2 separate regions of the Mus musculus genome follow, and region 2 is linked to region 1. The links are chromatin contacts, called in public Hi-C maps. All regions are on one chromosome and are shown on one strand. The core of a region is the stretch at or near the end of the contact, and the rest is flanking DNA. Distances in the headings are between cores, read along the strand shown.

Evidence for each region. Hi-C and Micro-C count contacts between places; a contact is called where the count stands out from the background.
Region 2: a Hi-C map of regulatory T cells shows a contact between it and region 1, with 3 times the contacts expected there. The contact joins two enhancer-like sites. A contact is called at or near these places in 1 of 484 Hi-C or Micro-C datasets (regulatory T cells) and 2 of 115 datasets of contacts at active chromatin or transcription factors (effector CD8 T cells and memory CD8 T cells).

What each region holds. Positions count from the first base shown.
Region 1 is chr6:38,333,859-38,341,427 of GRCm38.p6, reverse strand. It overlaps Zc3hav1 (zinc finger CCCH type, antiviral 1), which reads left to right. Exons shown (of 13, transcript NM_001347122.1): 2 at 1,073-1,208; 3 at 4,764-5,016. Among named protein-coding and RNA genes, the nearest start is that of Zc3hav1, 17 kb to the left of the region's middle. Within about 2 kb of position 3,282, at least 43 of the 459 cell types and tissues checked have an H3K27ac peak or open chromatin away from gene starts, as enhancers often do. A contact at or near this core is called in regulatory T cells, where this site is marked.
Region 2 is chr6:38,802,767-38,810,335 of GRCm38.p6, reverse strand. The region is part of intron 2 of Hipk2 (homeodomain interacting protein kinase 2); the gene reads left to right. Among named protein-coding and RNA genes, the nearest start is that of 4930502C15Rik, 69 kb to the right of the region's middle. Within about 2 kb of position 3,100, at least 30 of the 459 cell types and tissues checked have an H3K27ac peak or open chromatin away from gene starts, as enhancers often do. A contact at or near this core is called in regulatory T cells, where this site is marked.

The DNA of each region.
Region 1 (7,569 bases), core at 2,033-4,532:
TTCCCTTCCCTTCCCTTTTCTTTTCTTTTCTTTCTTGTGTGTGTGTGTGATTTTTTTTCAAGACAGGGTTTCTCTGTGTAGCCCTGGCTGTCCTGGAATTCACTCTGTAGACCAGGCTGGCCTCGAACTCAGAAATCTGCCTGCCTCTGTCTCCCGAGTACTGGAATTAAAGGTGAGCACCACCACTGCCCAGCTTCTTTTTCTTTTTTTTTTTTTTTTTTTTAATATGGAGACAGAGGCATGCAGATCACCATGAGTTTGAAACCAGCCTGGTTGATTTTATCTGTATAGTGAGACCCTGTTGTTGTTTGTTGTTTAAAGTATATATTTGTGTATGTGCAATCAAACTGAGGTCACTGGGTTTGTTGGCAAACATTTACCATTACCCAGGATGTCATCTGGCTGGGCCAGTGGACCTCATAAAATTGTATTCTTTCTGTAGGATTGATTAGTCTGTGTTAATTACCAAAGGATACAGCATTTGATCTTTGCTGAGTGAAAGTTTAGTGAACTTTTCCTTTTTAATCTACTTCACACATGCTAAGCAGGTGGTCTACCACTGAAGTTGAACTCAGTCTTTTAGGCTGGCGTATGGAATGATGGATTTCAGTATGGTGTTTTCACATCTCCATGCCCTGCCGGTTTGTTCCCTTCTCCCAAGGCCCTTCCCTGCTCCCCTGCACCCTCTTGGTACCCTCCCCCTTTTTAAAAGATTTATTTTATGTATGTGAGTATGCTATTGCTCTCTTCAGACACACTAGAAGAGGGCATCAGATCCCATTTATGGTGGTTGTGAGCCACCATGTGGTTGCTGGGAATTGAACTCAGGACCTCTGGAAGAGCAGTCGGTGCTCTTAACTGCAGGGCCATCTCTCCAACTCAGTAAACCCTTTCTTCTTCCCAGTAATTCCTTCTGTGTCCTCTTTTCTTCTCCCCCTTTGCTTAGAACTCGAGATGCCTGCCGTCCCTCTCCCGGCCCTCTTTCTACCCCCATGCCGTGTGAATATGGCTGTCTTCTTTCTCATTTCCGCTGTGACGTGCAAACATTGACAGTTGTCCTCTGTCCTTCCAGGAACCTCTGCAAATATTCTCACGATGTTCTCTCGGAACAGAACTTCCAGGTCCTGAAGAATCATGAGCTCTCCGGGCTTAACCAAGAGGAGCTGGCGGTCCTCCTGGTCCAAAGCGACCCTTTCTTCATGCCTGAGGTAGGTCCTGGTTCTCACTTTAAACACCAGGCAAGAGTATTATGTGCAAGCCAGACGTGCTGGTGCACACCTTTAAACCCAGCACTCTTGGGAGGCAGAGGCAGGCAGATCTATATGAGTTTGAGGCTAGCCTTGTCTATGTAATAAGTTCCAGGCCAGCCAAGGCTACCTGGTGAGACCCTGTCTGAACAAATGAAAGAAGAATTTGGGTCCACATGGCTGCCAGGGATTCCACTGTGAACAAAGATGGCTTGAAGACGTGGCGGTAGCTGGACTGCCTGAGGCTTAACATCAGGGTAGCCTTGGAATTGAAGCTGGATGCCTGAAAGATGCAGGCACAGATTGTGTCACTGTGCCAGAGACTCCTACTGTAAATTCAGTGATAAAGAAAATATACTTTAAGCTTTTTACTCCTTGATAGCCTCATCAAGGACCAGTAGGCTACAGCCCAGAAGCCAAACCTAGTCCAGAAATAAAAGTCTAGTGGAACACAGCCGTGCAGATGAGTTTACAGGTTTTCTGTTTCTGTTTCCCCCTCCAGGGGTCAGGTGAGTAGTTGCAACAGAGACTGACTGGCCAGAAGAGCCTAAATTGTTGACTGTGGATTGTTACAGAAGTACGGTGCCTCTGGGTCCTGTGTGGATGCGGGCAGGCAGATATGCCGCAGGGTTGGGAAGAGGGTCCAACACCTTTTTGCAAGACTCATGTTAGTGAGTTACGAGCCCTGTTGTCTTCGGAATGTGGCTTTCATCTCTTAGTACAGGGATTTCTGTCACCACTTTTTAGTCAGTGGGATTGTAGAAGGGAAGTTGAAGCCAAGCAGTTTACCCTTTTGAAAACTGGACACTGTGTGTAGCACATCTGCTCACATCTCATTGGCCAGTGCTAATCACATGGTCATATTAGTTGAAAGTGGGGCTGAGAAATGTAGTTGCTGGCGGAGTGGCTGCCTGTCAAGGACTTCTATTACTAGAGGAAAGACAGATGATGGAAGATAATGAAGTCTTATTTGCATAGGCTTATAGAGTGGAGAGTCAGTTGATGTTGCTCAAAGGACCATGCATGACCCGAGAAAAGCCCTTGAGTGGAGAATCCCTGAGTGTACCCACAATACAAAGTCATTAGCAGTCTCACACAGAATGGGAGACTGAGCAGGAGCAACGCCGAAAGGGGCAGAAGACAGACAGGGAGGCAGAGCAATACAGGAAGAGATGGAAGGGTAGAAGAGATATGAAGCTGCCAAGAAGGTTGGAGTTCTGTTAGATAAGACAAGCTAGCCAATGGAGATTTCTTGAGGATTGACCATTTGGGGGCATTTAAAAACTCTGGCACAACAGGTGATTTTTGAGGTGTCCACTGAGCTCTGAAGGCAGGGCGTTGTGTAGCTTGAACACATAGAGATCCACCTGCCTCTGCCTTCCTAGTTGGGGTTAAAGGTATACCCCACCTCACCTGCTCTTTGTTTTATTAGAGACACGAGCACCCTATGTAGCCCAGGCTAGCCTCAAACAGACATACTTTCTCCACTTCTTGAGGGCTCATAGTAGTAGACACGTACTATTATGCTTGGTGTACCTGCTACTGGGAATTGAACCCAGGGCCTGTGTTACAAGCCAGCTCCTGGATTCCTCTATGTGTCCAGGTGATGCTCATGGTTCAGACACCTCACTTTAAGAACTGTGGTCTAGAATTAGATTCGGTAGCACTTATGCGCTGAAGTCTGGTTCTAGAGGCTCTGTCACTATTCCTGGGGTCAGCCTTTGTCTCTGCATCCAGACTCATTCCCAGTTCATACAGCCTATTGAACTAAACACCTTCATCTTTCAGCTGCCTGCAAGGTGAGGCTAATGACTAATCATTTTCTTCACCTAGTGGCTCAGACACCTGCCTCAGACTTCTTACTTTGCACAATACAGTCTTATACTTTGTCACGCCGCCTCCCAACAGATGTTAGGCAGGCAGACAGAACAAATATTTTCCTTCTGCTGTCGAAAAGGAAACAGAAACTAGAAGGTCACTGGGACCGGGAGGTTACCCAGCTGCTTCTAGGGCCTTGACTTTAAAGCAGTCTCTGTTAGCCCTGTAGCCACATGATCTGATTGCACCATCCCTGGATTTTACTCCAGCTCTGTAGAGCTATGTGTGCAGATGTGTTTGTTTAGAATACTGTAACTGGGGGCTGGAGAGATGGCTCAGCGGTTAAGAGCACTGACTGCTCTTCTAAAGGTCCCGAGTTCAAATCCCAGCAACCATGTGGTGGCTCACAACCATCCGTAATGAGACCTGATGCCCTCTTCTGGGTGTCTGAAGACAGCTACAGTGTGCTTATATATAATAAATAAATTAAAAAAAAAATAGAACACTGGAACCTTCCTAACACTGTGCCCCTTTAATGCAGTTCCTTGTGTTGTGGGTGACCCCCAACCATCAAATTATTTCATTGCTACATCATAACTGCACTTTTGCTGCTGTTATGAATCTTACCCTGCTATTTGACCCCCAAAGGGAGTCTAGATAGTGGGTAAGGATTTCCTTACTGAGTTGGTTATGGTGGTGTGTGCCTGCAATCCCAGCACTTGGGAGGTCAGGGAAGCAGGATTATGAGTTGAAATCTAGTCTGTGCTACATGAGTCCTCGTGTCCAAAACCTGAAAGCAAGGCTGAGCAGCACAGTGGTGCGCACCTTTCATTCTGGCTAACAAACAAAAACCAAGTGGGGAGGAGTGTGCACACCTTTATCCCAGTTCCTGGGAGGCAGAGGCAGGTGGATGTCTTCATAGGTCAAGGAAGGCTGGAGAGATGACTCAAAGGTTAAGAGGGCCTGAGTTCAAGTCCCAGCAACCACTTGTAGTCATCCATACGGTGATATGATGCCCTCTTCTGGCCTGCAGCCACACATGCAGGCAGAGCGCTGTAAGCATAATAAATAAATAAATAAATAAATAAATAAATAAATAAATAAATCTCTTTTTTTTTAAAAGAGTTCATCACCCTACTTCTTCCCTCTCTCCCACCCCTCACATACAAAATCATTTGAACAGGTCCTATTCTGGCTATCAGAGACAAATGACAAAATCCCAAAGTTGCAAATAACACACACACACTTTTTTTTCCTTTCAACGGTAGAGTAAGTTAAGATCCAAATTAGACTTCCTCTTTGGGGCTCCCTTATGATGTCCTGTGTACAGCTTGCCATGTGAGTTTGATTCTCCCAGGAATTATCAAATTCATCACTATTTTTCTCCTTTAAGTTTCCTTTCTTTTAAATGCAAGGTTTCTGCACTGCATTTGTGATCCTCTTTGCCTCGGCCTCCTGAACACTGGGTTACAGGTATGCACCATCATACGTGATATTGTCTGTTAATTCTTTCGACTCTTCTGTCCCCAAATAAGTCACCAGTTGAAGCCATCTCATCAGCCTTGGGTGTTGCGTGCATTGTTTCCCCCATGGCTCTCCTGGGTTGTTTTTTTTGGGGGGGGGGGCTGCACCCTTAACTGGTGGTGTGGCAGCCAGGTCCAGGTGTTCTTGCCTCATGGTTCTTTCTTTCTTCTCTAGATATGCAAGAGTTACAAAGGAGAGGGCCGCAAACAGATCTGCGGGCAGCCGCAGCCCTGCGAGAGACTCCACATCTGTGAGCACTTCACCCGGGGCAACTGCAGTTACCTCAACTGTCTCAGGTCTCATAACCTGATGGACAGGAAGGTGTTGGCCATCATGAGGGAGCATGGGCTGAGTTCTGATGTGGTCCAGAACATCCAGGATATCTGCAACAACAAACACACTCGGAGGAACCCCCCTAGCATGAGAGGTATGCCCTTTCCCTTTTAACTGTGTGAATTTGCAAATGTACAGAAACCACAGTGGGGCATAGTGACACACACCTTTCATCCTAGCACTCAGGAGGCAGAGGCAGGAGGATTTCTGAGTTCGAAGCCAGCCTGATCTACAGAGTGAGCTCTGGGACAGCCAGGGCTACACAGAGAAATCTCATCTCAAAAAACAAGCAAGCCAGCAAACACAAACAGAAGGAAAACTGCAAGAAATCTGCCTGTAAAATCTCAACTTCACTATCTGCATGCACCACTTTAATACAATTGAAACAATGATGTGTATGCAGTTTTACAAGTGGCTCTATCCCCTCATTTTAAAAGAGCTTATTATAGTCTGGTGGTGGTGGCACACACTTTTATATAACATACCGGCACTCAGGAGGCAGAGGCAGGTAGATCTCTGAGATGGACACCAGCTTGTTCTATGGAGCTAGTTCCAGGACATCCAGGGCTACAGAGAGAAACCCTGTCTTCAAAAAAAAAAAAAAAAAGTTTGCTTGGGGGTGGGACATGTGTGCATCAGTTAATTCCAGGGCTTTGGAGACAGAGGCTAGCCTCAGGAAACTCTAGCTTGTGTCAAGTTGACATAATAAGACTGGCCAGCATGACTGTATTACTTATTATTTTGTGTGTGTATATACAGCCATATGTGTGGAGGTCAGAGGTCAACTTCAGGAGCTCTCTTTCCCCAGACTAACCCCAAGTCATTCAGGCTTGGTGGCAGGCACTTTTATCCACTGAGCCATCTCACTGGCTCTTCTTGTCTAGTGGACGCAGTAGAAGCCAAGTTTATGAAGGGGGTAGAATCTCTGACTCTAGGATCTGCAGTGAAGCAATGAAAAGCTACGTCTCCTGGTACTTAGTCTACAGAAGACTTTGCCCCAGAATCTGTCATCATTACTCCTCACAGCGAAACTGTGATCAATGGCGGGTTTATTACTCATTAACTTCACCTAGGGTAAGGAAAGGAGTGTTATAAGTCCTAAGCAGCTTTAACTCATGCTTGGAAGACCAAACAGTACTGTGAAGATGAAATCAAAAGCCGTGCTTGTGACCCGAGCACAGGAATGCAGCTTCCACACCACAGTGCCCTGAACAGAGAGTGACTGTAGAGGTGGGTTTGTGAGCTCTTCACAGCGTGCGGGAGAGAGCTGCATATCATTGTTACTTCTAGTTAAGCTATGTAGTTAGACATCATGACGGGGGAGTAACTAAGCTAGCTCAGGCAGTCAACGGGTTCTCCAGGTCGGGAGTGAGGGTTAAAAAAGACAGTTAGACAACACTGTAGCATGACCCCAGCCAGTTCTGAGACTAAAGGCGAGTTTATTTTTTTCCAGTCTGCTTTTATATCATTCTGGGTACATACAAAGAATATGGTCAGTCCTTAAGGCGTAGACAAAGTAGTCAAGGAACAAGCAGGGCAAAAATCAAGGCAATAAACAGAGGTCACTGTGTCTAGGGGTTTATCAGGATGGTCCAGATCCAAAGAACACGTTCTTCATCTGTATTTGCCTTGAGCCTACTTCATTGTCCCAGCCTGATATCAAATTCCTACCAAACTCCTAGAAGCAGCCCCAAAAGCTCTCCACAGGGGAGCCTTGCTTTTGCCACAATACTGTTGTCCCCTTTCCTCTACCAGGATAATACACACATGTTCCTCATAAGCAAACAGACCCTACTGCACCTCCACCCCCAGCTTTCAAATGCCTTTCCACAACAGACGTCACCTACGTAGGTACCACGCCAGACTTCACACACTGGGTCACTCCTGTCTTCTCTGCTTCCCAGACTTTTCTAGAGAAAAGATGCTGCTTTATCAGCGTCTCCGGATTTTTTTTCTCCCTTCAATATATATACAATGTAGGGCAGGCTAGCCTAGAACTTGCTGTGTAGCCAAGGCTGGACTCCTGTCTTAGCATCCTAAGCACTGGGATTATAGGCATGATCCACCCCGTCTGCCTTCAATTTCAGCTTTTCATAAGTTTAGGCACTTGTGGTAAATATTTTGGTTTTTGGTTTTTGGTTTTTGGTTTTTCGAGACAGGGTTTCTCTGTATAGTCCTGGCTGTCCTGGAACTCACTCTGACCAGGCTGGCCTCGAACTCAGAAATTCGCCTGCCTCTGCCTCCCGAGTGCTGGGATTAAAGGCGTACGCCACCACGCCCGGTGTGGTAAATATTAATTGGGTGTTTCTACCCCACCTTAAGTCATTTAGTTTCCAAATACAAAGCCTTTATATTTATAATAATCCTTTAAAGCACGAGAGCTGGGCAGATATCAACGCTCTGTGCTATTTTGTCTATTTCCCTGTCAATAATCCTGAACTATCACTTGCCATGTTCCACCTGGGCTGCCTCTGCTCCATCAGGCCGTCCCTCGCGGCCATGTGCTCATGATCCACCTACCCCATGGTACCTTCTTCCTCCTCTCCCCTCTCCCCTCTCCCCTCTCCCCTCTCCCCTCTCCCCTCTCCCCTCTCCCTTCTCCCTTCTCTCCTTTCTCTTCTCAGTCTCTACTCAGAAGCCAAGCCTG
Region 2 (7,569 bases), core at 1,851-4,350, 470 kb before region 1:
TGTGCATCACAGTCACTTCTAAAGTTTCCTTCTACCTTCTTTGTCGTCATGGTCACACTTTGTGTATGTGCTGCATGTGGTTTGGGCTTTAATCTATCTCACACAGTATGAAGAGTGTCCCCTGTCAAGATTAGAGAAGGGGTCACAGGTGGCAGTCTGGCCTTGAGCTGTTGATCTTTCTTATAAGCGATTTGTAGCTCCTCTGAGGGTCCATTTGTTAAACGTCTTGTGATTAAATCTCTAAAACTCAGGGGTGGGTGTGGGCCTGAGCACCAGAGGCTTTCCACGGAGATCTCTGCCCAGGCCTAGTGGGAGAGTTCCGGCGAAGGGAAGCGAGTGTGGGCAGGGAGGTGGAGTCTCTGCCCTGCCTTCCAGATCACTGGTAACTGCACTGAGTTGGGTTGGGCTGGGCTGAGAGGCTGACTATCCAGTGAGGAGTGCAGCGGAGCCTCAGGCTTCAGGAGAGCCGATCTCTTCCCAAGTGTTACAGCTCTTGGAACAAAGGACTCAGACAACAGAGTAGTTCTCGAACACCTTTAATTCTCTGGATGGATTTATATACAGTTTTGGGGGTAATTCAGGGTTCTACAACAGGTACCTCTAATTGGCTTGGACTGAGAGTTTGGGGGAAACCTTATTTGCATGTGGGAAGGCTTGGTGCTGCTCCTACATGACTCATAGCCACACACCTCTCCTGCAAGGGGGGGGGGGCGGCGCTGTGGGGATGTGGGACTATAAGGTAGTTGTTGAGTGTGGTGGGAGAGGTCATGAGGGTTGGCAGACTGAGGGGGTGGATGATTCAGAGGAGGATGTTTGGAATGAGGTAGGAATAAGAAAGCAGATGCCCAGCAGAGGAGATAGTACTGTATGTGACTTTAGTATAATTTCAGTAGATAAGAGATCTCCTGTTGATAGCTCCAGGTCACTCTCCATGGCCCCAGCTGTGATGGGGGCCATAATTCCCATTCAGGCATTGTACAAGCAATTTTTTTTATTTCCAAGTATGTGCCAGGCACTGTGTTTTGTGCTGACCTTTCAAGACATGAGTAGGAGTACCCTCAGCTATGCAAGGACGGTCTCTAACCTGAAGTGGGATGAGCTCCCTGGTCCCACTCCTCTCTCTGAATAAACTGAGGAGTGGCTTGTGCTGCCCTCCAGTCACTTTTCCCATTCTCTCAGGTGTTTGGGGCCACTATGTCAAGTCTACCCCACGGCAGCAAGTCTCTGCTGCCCTCAGTCCCTTCTAGCTCACCACTCTGCCAGATAGGGTGCATGGTAACTCTTCTCTGTCCCCATCAGCTGCTGCCTCACATGGAGTTGTCAAGGAGGGTAACTGAGAACAAACAAGCCAAGCATAGCTTGTGCTTCATAGGGGAATCAGTGTTTTGGGGGTACCCGTGGTACTAGATAAAAGCTGAGAGGGTGACATTAAGGAACCATTTTCTTTGTTTGGGTTCCCATTAGCAGACCCCTAAACAAACAGAGGTTTGTGTTCAGGTGGTCTCTTTGGTAGGTGGTCCAAGAATCAGGAATAAGGGCTAGCAGGATGATGCTGACCAGCATAAGTGTTATTAGGAACTAGAAGCTGGAAGCATATAGGACTCCATCCCCTGTAAGAAGCTGCACAGAGCCTTCTCGAGCAGAGCATAGAAAAAGCAGGAGTCCCTAAGATTAGAGCTGCTTTTGTCCCTTTAACTTGACTGCACTCTTTGGAGATGAGTGTGTGTGAAGACTAAATGGGCTTTAGTGTTCCTGGGGGTTGCTACAAGGCAGTTAAGCACAGTGAATACTGAAGCCAAAGTATACAAAGCTGAGATGGTGTAATCCACACCCCATGTGAGCTGCAGCACTGTGTCTGTGCTATTGGCTACTGTGTTCCCCACCAATCACATGGCTGGTATTCATAAGTGGAAAGGGATTTAAGGAAAATGCTTTTGTAGGCAGATTTAAGAATTGTAGACTAAAGCCGGGCGTGGTGGCACACGCCTTAGATCCCAGCACTTGGGAGGCAGAGGCAGGTGAATTTCTGAGTTCGAGGTCAGCCTGGTCTACAGAGTGAGTTCCAGGACAGCTAGGGCTATACAGAGAAACCCTGTTTCGAAAAACCAAAAACCAAAAAAAAAAAAAAAAAAAAAAAAAAAAAAATATTGTAGACTAAGAATTCAAAACGGAGTTCTGTGCTGTTTTGTGGGGGAGATGAGGACTTGAAGCTAATGCATCCATCTACCTACCTTCACTTAACCCCTATAGCTTTCCTCTAGGAATAGTGTGGGTCTGGGTTCTGAGGTGGCCTACAGAGGTGCTCAGGCGGAGAGGTAGGCCCACATGTGGAGCACAGGGCAGTCAGGGAAATGATGAAGGCTGATGGCTGATGGAGGTCAGCCACTTTATTTCCAAAGTCTCTCCATTCATGAATAATGCAGGTTGAAGCTAGCACTCCCTGTCACTCATTTGTGGAGAAGGATGGCTACTGGAGTGGGGTCCTGGCAATGGTAGTAGCTTCCTATGCTTCCATAATATAACTCTCTGTTATGTACCAGACGTCCTTGCTGGCCAAGCTCTGTGTTACCCCCTCAGACAAGTCCTTCCTTTTTAACAAGTCTTGACTCCATATCATTCGGCTTTTCTCTGAGCTCTGGATCACAGGGACCCAACTTCAGCCTCCTGGAGAGTCATATACACCACACACACACACACACACACACACACACACACACACACACACACACACACACTCTTCTGTGCTGCTCAGACTTCAGTTAAAACCTGAAGTCAGTAGTCCAAAACTTTAACCAGCCAGTTTCCCAAAGTCATCATGCATCTGCTTTGTCCTATGTAGAAAGCTGGAGAGGACTACCCCAGGGGTAACAGGCAAAGCCTGACTAGTGCTACTGAAGGAGCTAGAGCTGGTGCTCGGGCCCCAAGACCTCTTGTTTCTTTTCTGGTTTGGGGACTATATGGATATGCTGCTCAGGCACCCTCTAATCTTGTCTTCAGGCGAGAAAGCTGAGTGAACAAAGACTTCCTGGAGAGAACAGAGCTCATCCTAGGCTGCTCTGAGGGCCTGGGACAGAGGAAGTACTCATAAATGCTAGCTGCTATTTTAATCTGCGGCTGTTAGCACTGTTGTCAGGACTTTTGTCATTGTTGCTATATGTAGCAGACAGACCTGGGCTTGGATTCCGGATCTACTACTTTATGGCTGTGTGACTTCAGGCAAGTTTCCAAATCTTTCTCAGGCTTTATTTCTTTTAAGACAGGAACCTGAGTAATTCATGATGTTGTCATGAGAAACAAAGGAGACAACTCCATGGGTGCAACTCAGCTACTGGTCATAGTACCCATTCTTTCCCAGGTTCCTTAAGTCTTCTTGTCATAGATTGCATGGATGTGTCTGATCTGGCATGGTTAGCAATTACAAGTTGTCCCACCCACCAAGCATCAGGCATCATGCACTACTTACTTCCCTTCCATCTCTAGCACTGCAATCGGGAGGTGTTGAAGGAGCAAGCCTGCAGGTCAGGGATATGGCTAATGGCTTCTCTCCTGTACCAGATTGGGACAGAAGACAGTGCAAAGTAAGTAGCATATAGGGAGAATAACAGTGTTGGGCAGTGTTGAGTGTGGTTGGTGGGGGAAGGTGGATGCACCTATCTAGTTTGAAGACTTGGCTCATTGCCACACTGCTGCTGCTGTACCCATAGTGATGCCTGATGTCCTGTGGCCTGTGACTAGGTGCAGGACTAGAGGAGAATGACAGAATGGGGGACACATCTGCATTTGATATTTGATGATCTTCCTCATTCAGTGCCACCAACCCAAAGGTCAGAGCGCCAAGAGTAGTGCTCTAGATCCCCCACACAGACAGCACTGCCAGTGTGTGCCAGATGTGCTGTGTGCCAGATGTGCTGTGTGTCTGTGTTGATTGTTGTGTGGATGTTCACTTATGGGGTATGTTTCCAGTGGCATCCTCATTATCATGGATGTGAGCAATGGAAATACAAGTTCTGTAGTCAGAACAAACATAAAGAACAAAGTGTTGTTGTCATTTTCTTGTCATCTACTTACCTCCAAGAAAGGTGGTCTAGCCTCCTTCTTTTTGTAAATTTGAACTTACATTGGCAAATATAAAAGCACCAAGTGTGAACCCCTGAAACATCAGTGCACTTGGCATATAGAGTCAGACATCCACCCTGATCAGCAACAAGAGTCAGAGGCTATTGGAGTCTGAGTAAAGAGGTGTTAACAGAAGTCTGCATGTGCTAAAGCGAAACAAAATAGCATACAAGTTTAAAGTTCTTTAAAACTTAACATTTTAAATCTATCTTCTTCTAAAAACACTGATAATTTTACATCTAAAGCTTTAGTGTGCCTGCTTTCTCTTCCTGTTTTTGTTTTGCCCTGTGGTGTTTGGGCAAAAGATGTCTTGTTTATTCTGTCACAGAAGGGTCAGGAAGAGAGGAACAGTCATTTCTGGAAATGGCTGGGTGGGGGAACCTACAAAAACAAGCCTGGGATAAATAGCTGCTGCTGACGAAAGTAGGCAGCTTCTCTCAGTGCTGTTCCATGAGAAGGTCACAGGCTTGTACTCACAGAGTCAGGATAGTGATCACCATAGGAGAGAGGCAGAAACTCAACACTGAAATGCCCAGACTTTGGGATTCCCAAATGACATCAAGGACCAGTGGGATGCGTTCATCTGGCTCCTTGTGCTTGCAGTTCTCCATGGTCAGGCTGTACCTGTACACCATCTGAGTGTGTGGCAGTTTTCCTACAGTACTTTCCCCCAAGCCAGCCTGTCTTTCCTGTAAGCCTCCCACTTACAGGCATTTTCATACTCAGTATGGGAAGTAGTCAGTTTTTTGGGAAAGGCCATTTACCCCCTGGAATAAGAGTACCTGCTGGCTGTCCTGGATGTGCAAAGGTGATCTTGTCCAAGTCTCAGTGCATGGGCCTTGAAGGATGACCCTGGCAGCTTATACAGGCCACACACCCAGCTTCTGTCAGCTCAAAGTCGACTATGAGCACAGCTTACTGTCTGCCCTTTCTCATTTGCAGGACCTTTTACTTGTTTCCTTGGAAGAAACAAGGTCATTAAAATGTGTATATTTCTTGGAGTCCCTGGTAATTCAGTTTAAGATGACAGTTCTCTTTGACATTCCTAAGGGGAATATTTCTCTTGTTTGCCGAGCTGAGCAGACCTCTTGGCCACACCACCTGCTTGCAGTCCTGCTTGTGCCATATGTGGAACACTCTGGCTGTGCCATGTTAGTCTGAGCATTGTTAAGATTGCTCTTCCATGAGCCCACTGTCTTCCTCTCTCCTGGAATCCTTCCTAAAGTTTTTCTCCATTCTCTGTTAGTCCCTCCTCCTAGTCCTCTCTATCCTCCATACCCCTAGCCTACAATTCCAAGTCTTGATGCTTCTGTCCCTCCCAGCCCACTCTGTTTCTGCTCACTAGCCATTCTCTAGCCTGAGCTATCCCTCATCTAGGGTACTCCCTGATTACTCCCACTCTGTCCCCAAACCTAGCCTTCCCCACTACCCCCTTCATGAAACTTGAATGTTAAACTCACACAACAGGAAAAGATTTCTAGATACTATCTTACACTATTAAACACTGTCTTAGTTTGGTTCCTATTCCTGTGATAAACATTTACTTCCCAGCACTCAGTAGGCAGAGACAGGCAAATCTCTGAGTTCAAGGCCAGCTTGGTTTGCAGAGTAAGCTCCAGGACCACCAAGGCCACACAGAGAAACCCTTTGGGGTGGGAGGCATTGACCAAAAACAGTTTGGGAAGGACACAGTTTATTTGCCTTATACATCCTTATTATAGTACATCACCAAGAGAAGTTAAGGCAGGAACTCAAGAAGGGCAGGAACCTAGAGACAGGAACCGAAACAGAGACAATGATGGAATACTACTTAGTTTACTCCTCATGTCTTAAACAGCTTGCTTCTTTATACCACCCAGCACCACCTTTCCTGGGACTGGGGGTGGTGCTGTCCACAGTGGGCTGGGCCCCTCCCATATCAATCATTAATCAAGAACGTGTTCTTCAGATTTCCTACAGGCAATCTGGTGGAGGCATTTTTCCCAACTGGGGTTCCTTTTCCCAGGTGGCCTTAGCTTGTTTCAAGCTGATAAAGAAAGGAAGCAAGCAAGCCAACCAGGACAGGGACTCAAGACCAGTGACTTTAAAGGTACTGTAAACAACTTGCCTCCGCTAGATGAGTGTAGGGAAGAAAGTTAAGGGACAGAGGCTCAGCATCCTTCCAGCTTGTAACTTATCTCTCATACAATGTCTCTTTAGTTCACTGAGAGAGGCTGTTACCCATGAGGTCTGGGGAGCTTTGAGACCCATGCACTTGCCTCCTTCCCTATTATTGGCCTTTCCTTTCTCTTTTCTTATGCCTGCCTATGCTTCCAAGGCTAATGGTAGACACTTAAAGAGATAGTAATCAACCTGCCTCACTGGCTGAGTATAGGGAACATAGTTGTCCCAAACAGATCCAAGTAGACACATCTCTAGTGAATTTGCCTGCCATACTTAGATGCTGGGAAATATAGTAAGGAGAAATCAGCTTCCAGAACTTAGCTAGCTGGCTGCTTTACTATCATGTGTCAGGGCTCCCCTGTAAGGAGTGTTCCCATGGGTCTCTTCAGTTTCGGGTTAATTGATTCAAATTAGGTGCTACTAGCACTGGCCGGAAAGCTGTTCCGTCTTTGTTTGTCCCAGGCTTTTCTGTTTCTATGTCATGTCATGGTGCTGTGTCTCTGCCTCATTACTTTGCTTTATAAGCTTTATCAGCAAGTGGTTATGTGTACCTACTTTTTACTCTTTTGGTTCTGCTAGTGGGGATACAAAGAGGCTAGGCTGGGGAGTATACTCTATGGCTTCTTCAGAGCAAGAACACTTTTTTCTGAGCACATCTTATTTGATAAGAGCTTCAGGACCTTTTAGAGCCCTCCCCAACCCAATGAGCCTGGGTCCAAAGCCAGCCATACATGCTCTTTTGGGGAAGCCATAGGAGAATTCTGTAGAAAATCTCAGTGAAATGGGTCAAGAAAAAAGGGAGGTCTCTATAGGCTGACTGAAAGGCCCATTGCTTAAGGTTCAGGGAATATGGTGCTATGCAGATTAAGTAGCCATTCATAGAGCTGGGTGCCTGGCTGGCATACTCTGCTTCAACAACACATTGTTGTATTTGACCAGTCCTTCACTCACATTGGTAACTCAAGTCTTTGTGTATTTCTAGGAACAAGGTTCTGTCTGATCTTTACAGCAACTCAAAGGGTAGCTCAGAAACCTTACTGTCTTCATTCCATGGGACACAGGGCCTAGCCCTGGGTTATCTGTGTGCTATCTGTGAGCTAGCTCCTATCTACTCCAGAAAGCAGGAATTTGAGAATCTTTGGCTATCAGGTGGGGTGTGGGACCACCTCTAACCCCTTGAAAATAGCCCTAGGAATGTGTTTAAGTAGCTTTGTTCCTCCCCTATTTCAAACAACTGTCAGTTGTCCTCTAGAGAATGCCATCAGTATTTGTTTTCTTGTCACACGGAAA